Regions from separate parts of the Capra hircus genome. Here region 2 is linked to region 1. The links are chromatin contacts, called in public Hi-C maps. All regions are on one chromosome and are shown on one strand. The core of a region is the stretch at or near the end of the contact, and the rest is flanking DNA. Distances in the headings are between cores, read along the strand shown. Region 1 overlaps GRM5 (metabotropic glutamate receptor 5). Region 2 has its middle 11 kb from the start of TRNAE-UUC.

Region 1 (6,106 bases), core at 3,345-5,844:
AGATGAAGTGAGTTTCAGTATGTGTTGAGATGAAGTGAGGTTCGGTATGTGGTGAGATGAAGTGAGTTTCGGTATGTGTTGAGATGAAGTGAGTTGAAGTGAGATGAAGTGAGTTTCGGTATGCGTTGAGTTGAAGTGAGATGAAGTGAGTTTCGGTATGTGTTGAGATGAAGTGAGTTTCGGTATGTGTTGAGATGAAGTGAGTTGAAGTGAGATGAAGTGAGTTTCGGTATGTGTTGAGTTGAAGTGAGATGAAGTGAGTTTCGGTATGTGTTGAGATGAAGTGAGATGAAGTGAGATGAAGTGAGTTTCGGTATGTGTTGAGATGAAGTGAGATGAAGGGAGTTTCGGTATGTGTTGGGATGAAGTGAGATGAAGTGAGGTTTGGTATGTGTTGGGATGAAGTGAGATGAAGTGAGGTTAGGTATGTGTTGAGTCGAAGTGAGATGAAGTGAGTTTCGGTATGTGTTGAGTTGAAGTGAGATGAAGTGAGATGAAGTGAGTTTTGGTATATGTTGAGTTGAAGTGAGGTTCGGTATGTGTTGAGTTGAAGTGAGATGAAGTGAGATGAAGTGAGTTTTGGTATATGTTGAGTTGAAGTGAGGTTCGGTATGTGTTGAGTTGAAGTGAGATGAAGTGAGGTTCGGTATGTGTTGAGTTGAAGTGAGATGAAGTGAGGTTCGGTATGTGTTGCGATGAAGTGAGATGAAGTGAGGTTCGGTATGTGTTGGGTAAGAAGATGGAACTATCCAGCTGCCATCTGGCTACTCACTACTTGACCTCAAGAAAGAACCCTTGAGATCTGAAGGTAGGATGAAAGCTGAATTCTCTGAAGAAAACACAGGGACAAAGGGGCCAGGGGCCATGGATTAACCTTAGTGACACAGAGAGCTGGGATACAGGAAGTGGCCCCAAACAGCCCTGACCTCTGAACCTTGGTGTCTGCTGTTATTTCTTGTTGGAACTTCTTTCCCCACCTAAGCAACTCAGACACTCCTACTTATCTTTCTTTTCAGTGTTACCTGCTTGCTGAGTCTCTTTAGCATGTTACTGAGGGTTGAAAGTCTATAACTGATTCTCCCTTTGCAGACCCACAGGAATCTTTTCCAGCTTTGAGTAATGGAGGATATAATAAGGCATTATATATATTATAATATGTAACATATAATATATATAATTATATATAATAATATAATATATTATAATTAATATATTTATATATTATATATTAATATAATATATATTATAATATGTAATATGTAATATATAATATATAATAATATAATATAATTAATATATAATAATATAATATATAATATTATATAATATTATACCTAAACTCATACTTATACCGAATATTATACACATACCAAAACTCATATATATATAATATATATATATTATATAATATATATAATGGGAGGAATGCCAGACAAATTGTGGAGGGAAGGTGGGACCAAACGACTCAGGAAAGGTAGAGAGCTTATTTTCGCCAAGAAGTTAGAGAAAAGGCCATTCCATCTTTACCAAGGGAATAGATTTAAGGGACGAGAAGGAATTGGTAACTCACAGGTGTATGCCTGAGACACACTCTTTTTCTGGTATGTTCTACAAGAGAGATGACTTGCATGCCCAGATATATATGATGTACTTAAACCACACAGGGCTAATGCAAATAAAAGGAAGATTTCTGGATACAGAATTTTGACAAAAATGCTATTTACCCCACCACCCAATAATTTATATCAGTTAATCAAAAACATTTTAATCAAATTCAAGCAGTAACAAATGAGACTACTAACATTACATGCAAATTAAAATCCACTGTAATCACAGCATTCAAAAATATCAATTCATTATACAAAGGGAGTGTTTCAGATGCGATTCATCAAAATCATCCAGACATAGTCTTTTATAGCTCCATAGATATACTTAAATTATTGCAGAGCCAAGCCATTTAATTAATCATTTCAAAGCATTTCTCTTCCCCAAAATTAAACACCTGAAACATGTTGTTCATAACACTATAACCCACCAGATCTAAATCTTCTTAGCATTTGCTTTCTACATGCCCAGTGAAAGACAGAAGTACATTTAAATAGTATATTAGACAATGGTAGAGCGAGACTTAAAAACTTGACTTACTCTTTTGGAAAATGAACTACCATTGAGTGTTTATTCACTATTAGGGAAGGAACTAGGTCTTCACCAGAGACTACGGAAGAGAATTTTTGCTGCCTATTCCTCACATTTTTACTGGTGAATCTGTTTAAAAAGGCATTGTGTTAGTTACTGGTGATAGAGACACAGAAGTCAGTGCCTACAAGAAACTTAGTCTAGCAGGGAGCAGGACACACAAACGACACTGTAATACAACGAGAAGAGTTCCGTATGAGGCGATCCAGAAAGTCCAGGGCAAACACAGTTTTTAAGGAGGTGTGACATTTGGGTGAGAATCTGGAGGGTGAGAAGGTGTTTTCTAGGTAAAAGGAAGAGAGAGAGGTGAGTGCAGAACTTAGCAGAGGCAGAAAGAATAGAATATACACAGCAGGAGTATGCCAAACGAAGGAATGACTGAAGTGTGGAGTGTTGGGGAATTATGTGCGGTCTGGCCTTGCTAGGATATGCAGTATGTGTTGGGAGGAGCAATGTTGGGGTGGGGGAAGCTTTGGGGGAATTGGTGGAACAGATTGGGGACTGGGCCTCAGGTTGAGAAGGTCAAGTCTTCAAGGGCCAGGTCTTAAAGGGTTTTGTGAGCCATGGGCAAGAGTTTTTGATGTTTATACTTTAAGACATGCATGCCTGCCAATTTAAAGGCTGAGTGATGTGATCAAATGTGTACTTTAGGACAACACACTGTTGCGACAGTGTGTTGCATACATGCTCAGTCACTAATTGTCTAACTCTCTGCAACCGCATGGACGGTAGCCTGCCAGGCTCCTCTGTTTGTGGGATTCTCCAGGCAAGAATACCAGAGTGGGTTGCCATTTCTTCCTCCAGAGAGTCTTCCCAACCCAGGCATCGAACCTGTGTCTCCTGCATTGGCAGGCTGATTCTTTACCACTGAGCCACCCGGGAAGATTGTTGGGACGGGTGTACATAGATCATAGAGATTTAGGACATTTAGTCAGCGGTTCAGACAGTAGTTGATGGAGTCCGGATCTACAGCAGTATCATCAAGCATGCAAAAGATGAAGTAAAACAAGTAGGAAAAAATGGCTGAGGGATGAGTCAAGAATGACACTGGGCTGGGCAGCTAGGTTGAAGGTATAGGTTTCATCTAGAGTGGAGGTATAAGAGGAAGGAGAGCCTTCGATAGTAACTCCTTTTCTTTTCTGAGAAGTCTTCATTTTATTCAGTGTCAAGTTTTTTTTTTTTAATATACAAAATAATCCCAAACTTCCCAGTGGGGCAATAAGAATTAAGTATTAAACCTAGTAGCTAGAAGCTCCAGTACTGGCCACCTAATGTGAAGAGCTGATTCACTGAAAAAGCCCCTGATGCTGGGAGAGATTGAGGGCAGGGGGAGAAGGGGGCGACAGAGGATGAGATGGTTGGATGGCATCACCGACTCAGTGGATATGAGTTTGAGTGAACTCCAGGAAGTAGTGAAGGACAGGGAAGCTTGGTGTGCTAGAGTCCATGGGGTTGCAAAGAGTTGGACATGACTTAATGACTGAACAACAAGTTGAAACTAGCACCTCGTCTCAAGTTGCAGAAATAATAGTGAAAAGAGCCATTTTTAAGGCAGTGATAATTGCACCTGGTTTCTGACAAGTTCTTTCATTTAGCACTTTCACAAGTAATGATGAAATCATTATTTAATTTCTTGGTCAAAATAATACTTTCCTCTGATTACCTGTCTTACATGTTATAATTATTCAGGATGTCGAATACATTTAACTCTAAAAATTTGACTGAAATATTTGCATCGAGTAGGTGCTAGAGAAATCTCTGGTGAATTTCAACTATTTCTAGCCATTTGTAAAAGAAATCTTCACCATCTCAAACGTTTTTAAATGGACAACTTTAGGAATAGTCTTCATTTGAAGAATGGGAAAACAAAGAAATCATAAAAGTAAATCATTTATTTTTACATTTATAAATATATTATTTATAATATATAATTTTATGTTTATAAATATATATTTTATATTTACAAATGAATCATAACTAAGAAAAATGAAACCATGTACTTAATCTGAATCTGCCTTTAGAAGATATAAAAGTAAATCATTTATTTTTATATTTATAAATATTTATAATACATAATTTTATGTTTATAAATATATATTTTATATTTACAAATGAATCATAACTAAGAAAAATGAAACCACGTACTTAATCTGAATCTGCCTTTCCTTGTAGCAATGTCGTTCAAGTCAGCTCTGTCTGCCTTATGCAGACATTTCCACCAAGACTCTGAAATGCCCTTCTCTTGAGTGTTTGCTTTAATGACCAAACCGGATTGGCTCTGGGCCTTAACTGGATTAACTAGTGCTCTGGACCAGGGGTCCCCAGCCCCGGGGCCACAGGCTGGGACCTGTGGGTGGTCTGTTAGGAGCCCGGCCGCACAGCGGGAGGTGAGCCAGGGAACCTTGCTGGTGTTTGCGGCCACCCCCACCTGTGTTTATGCATCACCTCCTGAGCGCCACCTGCTGTCAGAGCGCGGCAGCTTTGGATTCTCATAGCAGCTCAGACCCTCCTGTAAACCGGGCATGTGAGGGGGCTAGGTTGAGTGCTCCTTGTGAGAACCATCATGAAATCATTTCCCTACCCCCGTCTGTGGGAAAATTGCCTTCCTCAGAACTAGTCACTGGTGCCAGAAAGGTTGGGGACTGGTGCTCTCGTCAGGGGCTTTAAGACTTCCAGAAAGAGGGTGGGTGGGAGAGAGGTTCAACAGGGAGAGAATATGTATATATATTATACATATAATATATATATGGGACTGATTTGCATTGTTGTACAGCAGAAACTAACACACTGTAAAGCAATTATCCTCCAGCTAAAAAATAAATTAAAAAAAAAATTACGGTGATGGTGACACATTCTCAAATGTCTTTCTCGATCCTGACCTTTCATCTGCTCCTACTAACTCTTGACTGCCCTTTCAAATACAGTCTTCACATTTATAATTGCCGCTGGCGAAGGCCACGGACTGCGTGCATTAGAATTCAAGGTTCCGATCCCTTCCAGATACCTGTCCCTGGGCGGTGGGCTTTCCGGCTCTCTCTCTCAGTTCACTCATTGATAAAATGAGGCTGCTCACGTTGCCTCCTCCACGGGGCTGTCTCAAGGAGTCAATGAATGTTTGCGAGGAACCGATAATAGTGCCTGCCCTGTGCTGTCGTCATCAGCGTCATCACGGTGATTAGCCTTTTTTCACATCCTACACAGCACCTTCTCCTCTCTAGGTTCTGCCTGTTTAAGCCTGGGGCTGGAGTGCCTCCGGACTTGATTTCACGCGGCGCAGCAGTGACTGCCAGGCCCCGCCCTCAGCATCCTTTCTCACCCCCTCCCAGCCCATCCACATCCCCATCTCACTTGCCCTGGGCCCCAGACATGAAGTGCGGCATACAGAATCTGACTCGATTTTCACTCAAGTCGAAGGCTGCGACCTGTCTCTTCACTGTCCTTTGTTCCTCTCCAGAAACAGTGGGACTAAGCATGTGACACAGCAGACTGGCTTCTCAGGCTTTAGAGAAAGCCTTGCATTTTGGGGTGTGTTAGGGCTGGAGTTCTTAAGTGCAGCAACTGCGTTCAAACCCTGCGGTAGCCGCTCACCCTGGTGGGCAAGTGTCTTTCTCTCTCTAAGCCTCATCAGCATAGTGGGCATGCCTACCCTCCTGAACAGGGTTGCTGTAAGGACCATACTGGATGAAATAAATTGCACTCATGGGCGGTTGGTGCATCCTCAGTAAACGGAAGGTCTTGATGGTAGTCAGTTTGATTCCTGAAGACTCAACACGGGTAACATGACCTATTGGATTTGAAAGGCATCTCTGGTGGAAAAGTGAGCGGCAGGAGAATATTTGGGCAAGGCTCCTCTGTGATGTGTGAGAAGAATAGGCATGTTATAAAAATCTGGCATTCGTGTGCTAGGAAA
Region 2 (5,781 bases), core at 2,827-5,326, 310 kb before region 1:
CGACTCTTTGCAAGCCCATGGACTGTAGCCCAGCAGGCTCCTATGTCCATGGGATTCTCTGGGCAAGAACACTGAAGTGGGTTGTCATGCTCTCCTCCAGGTGGAGCCAATATAGCTGGTGAAAATTTGGGCAGAATAAACCTGCTTGTCCAGTGGGTGACCTGCTGAAGCTGAGACAGGATGGGACCTGGAGCCCGGGATGCTTTGCTGCAGTGCCCACACCTGGACAAAGGTCTCCTCAAGTAACAAATACAAACTATAAGGGACTAAAGATAACTATCTGTATGGGCAGCTGGGGCAAATTACAGACAAGATACAAAAAAGACCAAAAAGCCCAACTCCCACTCCTGAACATCTGGGAGCAAAAGCAGGGTACCGAATGAGCCCCTGTACCACCACCACCTAGTTCAGTTCAGTTCAGTCACTCAGTTGTGTCCAACTCTTTGCAACCCCATGAACTGCAGCACGCCAGGCCTCTCTGTCCATCACCAACTCCCGGAGTTCACCCAAACTCATGTCTATAGAGTTGGTGATGCCATCTAGCCATCTCATTCTCTGTCCTCCCCTTCTCCTCCTGCCCCCAATCCCTCCCAGCATCAGTCTTTTCCAATGAGTCAACTCTTCACATGAGGTGGCCAAAGTATTGGAGTTTCAGCTTTAGCATCAGTCCTTCCAATGAACACCCAGGACTGATCTCCTTTAGGATGGACTGGTTGAATGTCCTTGTAATCCAAGGGACTCTCAAGAGTCTTCTCCAACACCACAGTTCAAAAGCATCAATTCTTTGGCACTCAGCTTTCTTCACAGTCCAACTCTCACATCCATACATGACCACCGCCACCTAAGAGGAGGGCAAATCACCTTGGACATCCTTCCGGCCCACCCCCTGGACACACCCCTCCCCTAACCCCACGTAAGTCTTATGGTCCATACAGGATGGAAAATAATTTCCAGACAGAGAGTATTTCAGAACAGAGGGAGTTCATCAAGAGCAAAGAGCAGAGATAATGAGGGTACTGCAAACATAGCGGGCTGACCTCCTGACAGACCAGGGAAAGCTGACCCCTTTTGTGGGTTGGTAGCACAGAGTCAGACACGACTGAGTGACTTCACTTCCACTTTTCACTTTCATGCATTGGAGAAGGAAATGGCAGCCTGCTCCAGTGTTCTTGCCTGGAGAATCCCAGGGACGGGGGAGCCTGGTGGGCTGCCGTCTATGGGGTCACACAGAGTCAGACACGACTGAAGCGACTTAGCAGCAGCAGCAGTAGCAGCCACTTTTTATAGCCTCAAGACAAGGAAAATTCCTTCTAGCAAGGCAGCATCAGGTGATTGATTAGGATGCTATACAGTGGATATTTCACCCAGTATGGAGTTGGGGAGTGGCCAGTTTAGGTCAGGGCAGGGCTCGTGGCAACAGTTGCTCTGCGGCTCTGTCAGTTCTGGAGGTTTTTGTCCGGAACCTGGGTACAGGGCTCCAACACATCTGTGACCTTGGTACAAGGCTCCACACTTGTGACCTTGATAGAGGGGCCCACAAAGGAACCAGCTATCTGTCCACCCCTTAAAGAGTGAGCGGGCAAGCAAGGGAACATGTTTGTTCTTGCTCCACCACTGAAGCAGAGGCCTCAACAAAGCCTTGCTTGAATTTCTTGTCTGGCCTCTGATCAATTTCTATTGATTATGGAGGGAGGCCAAGAATCCTGGTTGGTAACAATAGCACAGCCCAACTTTCTGCCTCATGCCTCATACCAACACACTTGGAATTTGCACACGAAGACACAGGAAGTCTGGTTGGACCTGTGCATGAGATCTTAGCACTTGTGGAAAACAGTATGGAGGTGCCTTAAAAAGCTAAAAATGGAGCTACCATATGGCCCCACAACCCCACTCCTGGGCATGTACCTGGAGAAAAACATGGTCTGAAAGGATACAGGCATCCCAATATTCATTGCAGCACTATTTACAACAGCTAAAACAGGGAAGCAAGCTAAATGTCCATGGACAGACGAATGTGTGAAAAACAACGTGGTACACAAATACAATGGAATACTACTCAGCCATTAAAAAAGAATGAAATAATGCCATTTTCAGCAACATGGATGGACCTAGGGATCACCATACTGAGTGCAGTAACTCAGACAGAGAAAGAATAATATCCTATGATATCACTTCCATGTAGAATCTTTTTAAAAATGATACAAATGAACTTATGTACAAAATAGCAACAGACTCACAGACTTAGAGAACAGTGATGAGGGGGGACAGGATAGTTAGGGAGCCTGGGATGGACAGATGCACACTTTTATGTTTAAAATGGATAATCAACAAGGACCTACTGTATAGCTCAGCAAACTCTACTCAGTATTGTGTAACAACCTAAATGAGAAAAGAATTTGAAAAACAATAGATACATGTGTATTTATAACTGAATCGCTTTACTGTTTACTGAAACTAATGCAGCATTGTTAATGAACAATACTCCAATATAAAATAAAAAGTTAAACAACAATAACAACAAGAAAAACTTATCACTTCCTTAACCTTTATGACCACCACGCCCTCCCTTTTTCTTCACAGCCCTAGAACCCAATCCTTAAATACTCACCTCATCTTGCCATCTGGGAGACAGATTTGGGAGTTCTTGCTTCCTGTCTCCTTGCTTGACCCCCATGTAATAAAACCTTTTTCTCCCTACAAAAGACAGATGTCTCCAGTTGTGGGGTGCGGTGGGGTGGGGGCGGGGGAAGCAACCAAACTCTGCTCAGTTGGGTAACACTAGTTGCATGTTCCATTTATAAGATACTCTCAGAATCCCAGAGTAAAACCCATTTTATAATGCAGTTATTTGTTTATATACCCATCTCTTCCTCTGGACTGTGAGCTCCTTAAAAGCAGAGACGCTTGTTTGACTTTATGACTTTCTATCCCAGCAGACAAAACAGATGCTCAATATTAGTAGCCATGATGTTAATGACAGTGATGACGATGGATGGATGAACGGATGGAGAACTGAAAGGGCACGCAGCGACAATAGGTAAGATGTTTGAAATGTCAGCAACCGGAAATCTACTCTGGAGCCCGGCATGGCACGTGTGCAAACCCTCGGTCCTGTTCTCCCTGGCCGTGGATCCGTCTGTATCCGGCTGCTCCGATGGGGTCTGCGGCCGGACCACACTGAGGGACCAGAAGACCAGAGGCTGCTCAGGGCACAAGAAAGCCACCCAGTGTCCGAAACCAGCAATCTTTGATTCTGCTTCTCCGAAGAACCCTGCCTTAAATTCTTAAGCAAGATTTTGTCTTAAATTAGCCTGTGATCTTGGGCAAGTCTGTAATTTTCCTGAGAAAATTCTGTGTCGTTATCTACAAGGCTGGCCTGTATTTATTTCCAAGTGATGTGGTTAAGAAGCTGCTGGAGCCCGACGCCGGGCTGGTCCTGCCCTAACTGGAAGCACAGGAGGCGGAAGCTGGCGAGGAGGGCGGCCGCGGAGGGACGCAGAGCCCGGCCCGGGATGCGGCGATGGGGGCTCCTCAGGGACAGGCCCTGCCCTCTCCTGCACCCCTCCTGCAGGCCCTGCGGCCCTGGGCTGCCCCACGCGAGCTGACAGTGGGTCCCGCTGCCACCATCAACTAGGCATCTATCGAGAAAGAAGGCTGCTTCCAGGAGCACGGGGCATCCACCAAGACCCGTAGGCGCCGGACACCCCAAGAGTGAGGGCTCCTCGCTGGATGGAAGGAGCGCCTGGGGCCCCGCCAGACCCTGTCTGCTCTCAACAACTTCTCCATCGAAGAACGTCCCTAATGAGGACCGGGAGACTGCTCCCAACTTCTGTGCCATAGCCGCCTGCCACGGACCACAGGCACTGCGTGGACCTGCCACGCGGACACTGCGTGGGAAGGTGAGTCTGGGCCTCCACGGGGCCGCCCTCTGAGGGTTGCCAGGCGCGGAGCGAGAAGGGGCGCAGACGGACACATTCCTCTGGTCTTAGCCCTTCTCCAAGCCGAGAAGGGCAGGACTCCAGGGCCCCTGGATCCAGCGCTGTGTGAGCAGACCCGAGGAGGAGGCAGGATGCGTGGGAACCCTGGGCGGAGCTTGCCCACAGCGTGGAGGGGCAGGGCCTCTGCTGGACTGGAACTCTGCAGAGGGTCAGCGCGCTCCTTCCTTGATGGGCATCGTCATTGATCTGGTGGCTCAGTCACCAAAGCAGAATCAGGTTCTTTTTAAAAGATCAATTTAGTAATCATAAGAGATGATACAGAATCGCCCAGTTCCAAAAATTAAACAGTCCAAGTTGGTGTCTGGCGAAAGCTTCGCTCTTCTGCTCTGGCACCAAGTTAAGTGAGGTTCTTAAGCGCTTTCTTCACGCATGGACAAGCTCATTCAGAACCTTTTGGGCTCTACTCTCCTTGTTTTTCCTTTTTTACAGAAAAGGTGGCATTGTATGCAAACTGTTCTGAATTTGCTTTTTTCACTTATCTAGGGGAATCTTTCTGCTTCAATATATAGAGAACTGTGCAGCATATTATTAAGTAGCTACACATACATGTCACCAACTTAGGTTTAGCAGTTCTTTATTAATGGTGATGGGTGGGGAGTTGTTTCTGAACAATGCTGCAATGTGCCTCTCTCATTTCACATATGTGCAGTAAGATGAATTCTTAGAGGTAATTTCTGAGTCACACAGAATATGCACTCGTCATTTTGAGAAACGCTTCTATTAGGCCATGTCCGAAAGTATTCTCGGGCTTCCCAGGTAGCTCAGTGGTAAAGAATCCACCTACCAATGCAGGACATGGAGGAAATGCAGCTTTGATCCCTGGGTTGGGAAGCTACCCTGGAGGAGGCCATGGCAACCCTCTCCTGTATTCTTGCCTGGAAAATTCCATGGGGTCTGTCTGGCAAGCTACAGTCCATGAGGTCGAAAAGAATTGGACACAACTGAACGACTGAGTGCACGTGCACAAGAGCATTCTTACAGCCTTGTTTTCAAATGTTGGATTTTTTTTTTTGATCTGTGGAAAGTGGCACCGCAGGGAAGTTTCAGCTGACTTTCTCTTTCTTTGGGTGAATTTGAATGTCCTTTCACATATTTACAGGCCGTGTCAGTTTCTGTACTGTCTGTTCATGTCCTTTGTCTATGTTTCTATTGGATAGTTGGTCTTTTCCTTTTTAATTGCATGCTGCATGCTAAGTCGCTTTCGTCATCTCCAACTCTTTGCAACCCTATGGACTGTAGCCCTCTGTCCATGGGGTTCTCTAGGCAAGAATACTGGAGTGGGTTACCACTTCCTCCTCCAGGGACAGAACCTGTGTCTCTTACATCTCCTGCGCTGGCAGGCAGGTTCTTTACCACTAGCGCCACCTGGGAAGACTTTATTTTTGAACGCTCTTTATGTAGTAGGGAGCTTAACCCTTAGTAATAAGTGGTGAATATTTTTTCCCCACTTTGTCCTTTTGGACCTGACTTTGAGATATACTCCTTTAGCTTGTCTATGAGATGAGGATTCAGCTCACCCTCTGGAGAACCAGAATACAGTGTCATCCAAGAGAACTTTCTGTCATGATAGTAATGTTTAATACATGTAATGTCCAAGAAGGTTGCCACTAGTCACATGTGGCTGTGGAGCATTTGAAATATGACTAGAACAACTGAGACATGGAATTTTTATTTAATTAATTTATATTTAAATAGCCACTTACGGCGAATGGCCGCCCTTTTGAACAGTGCATTTCTAGAATGTATACAAAACAATATCACAAAATGTGTTGCCACAGTCTGT

The links. Hi-C and Micro-C count contacts between places; a contact is called where the count stands out from the background.
Region 2: a Hi-C map of blood shows a contact between it and region 1, with 3 times the contacts expected there. The contact joins two enhancer-like sites. A contact is called at or near these places in 3 of 5 Hi-C or Micro-C datasets (blood and liver).

What each region holds. Positions count from the first base shown.
Region 1 is chr29:6,576,864-6,582,969 of ARS1.2, reverse strand. The region is part of intron 8 of GRM5 (metabotropic glutamate receptor 5); the gene reads right to left. Among named protein-coding and RNA genes, the nearest start is that of CTSC, 220 kb to the left of the region's middle. Within about 2 kb of position 4,594, at least 1 of the 5 cell types and tissues checked has an H3K27ac peak or open chromatin away from gene starts, as enhancers often do.
Region 2 is chr29:6,882,821-6,888,601 of ARS1.2, reverse strand. No RefSeq gene overlaps it. Among named protein-coding and RNA genes, the nearest start is that of TRNAE-UUC, 11 kb to the right of the region's middle. Within about 2 kb of position 4,076, at least 1 of the 5 cell types and tissues checked has an H3K27ac peak or open chromatin away from gene starts, as enhancers often do.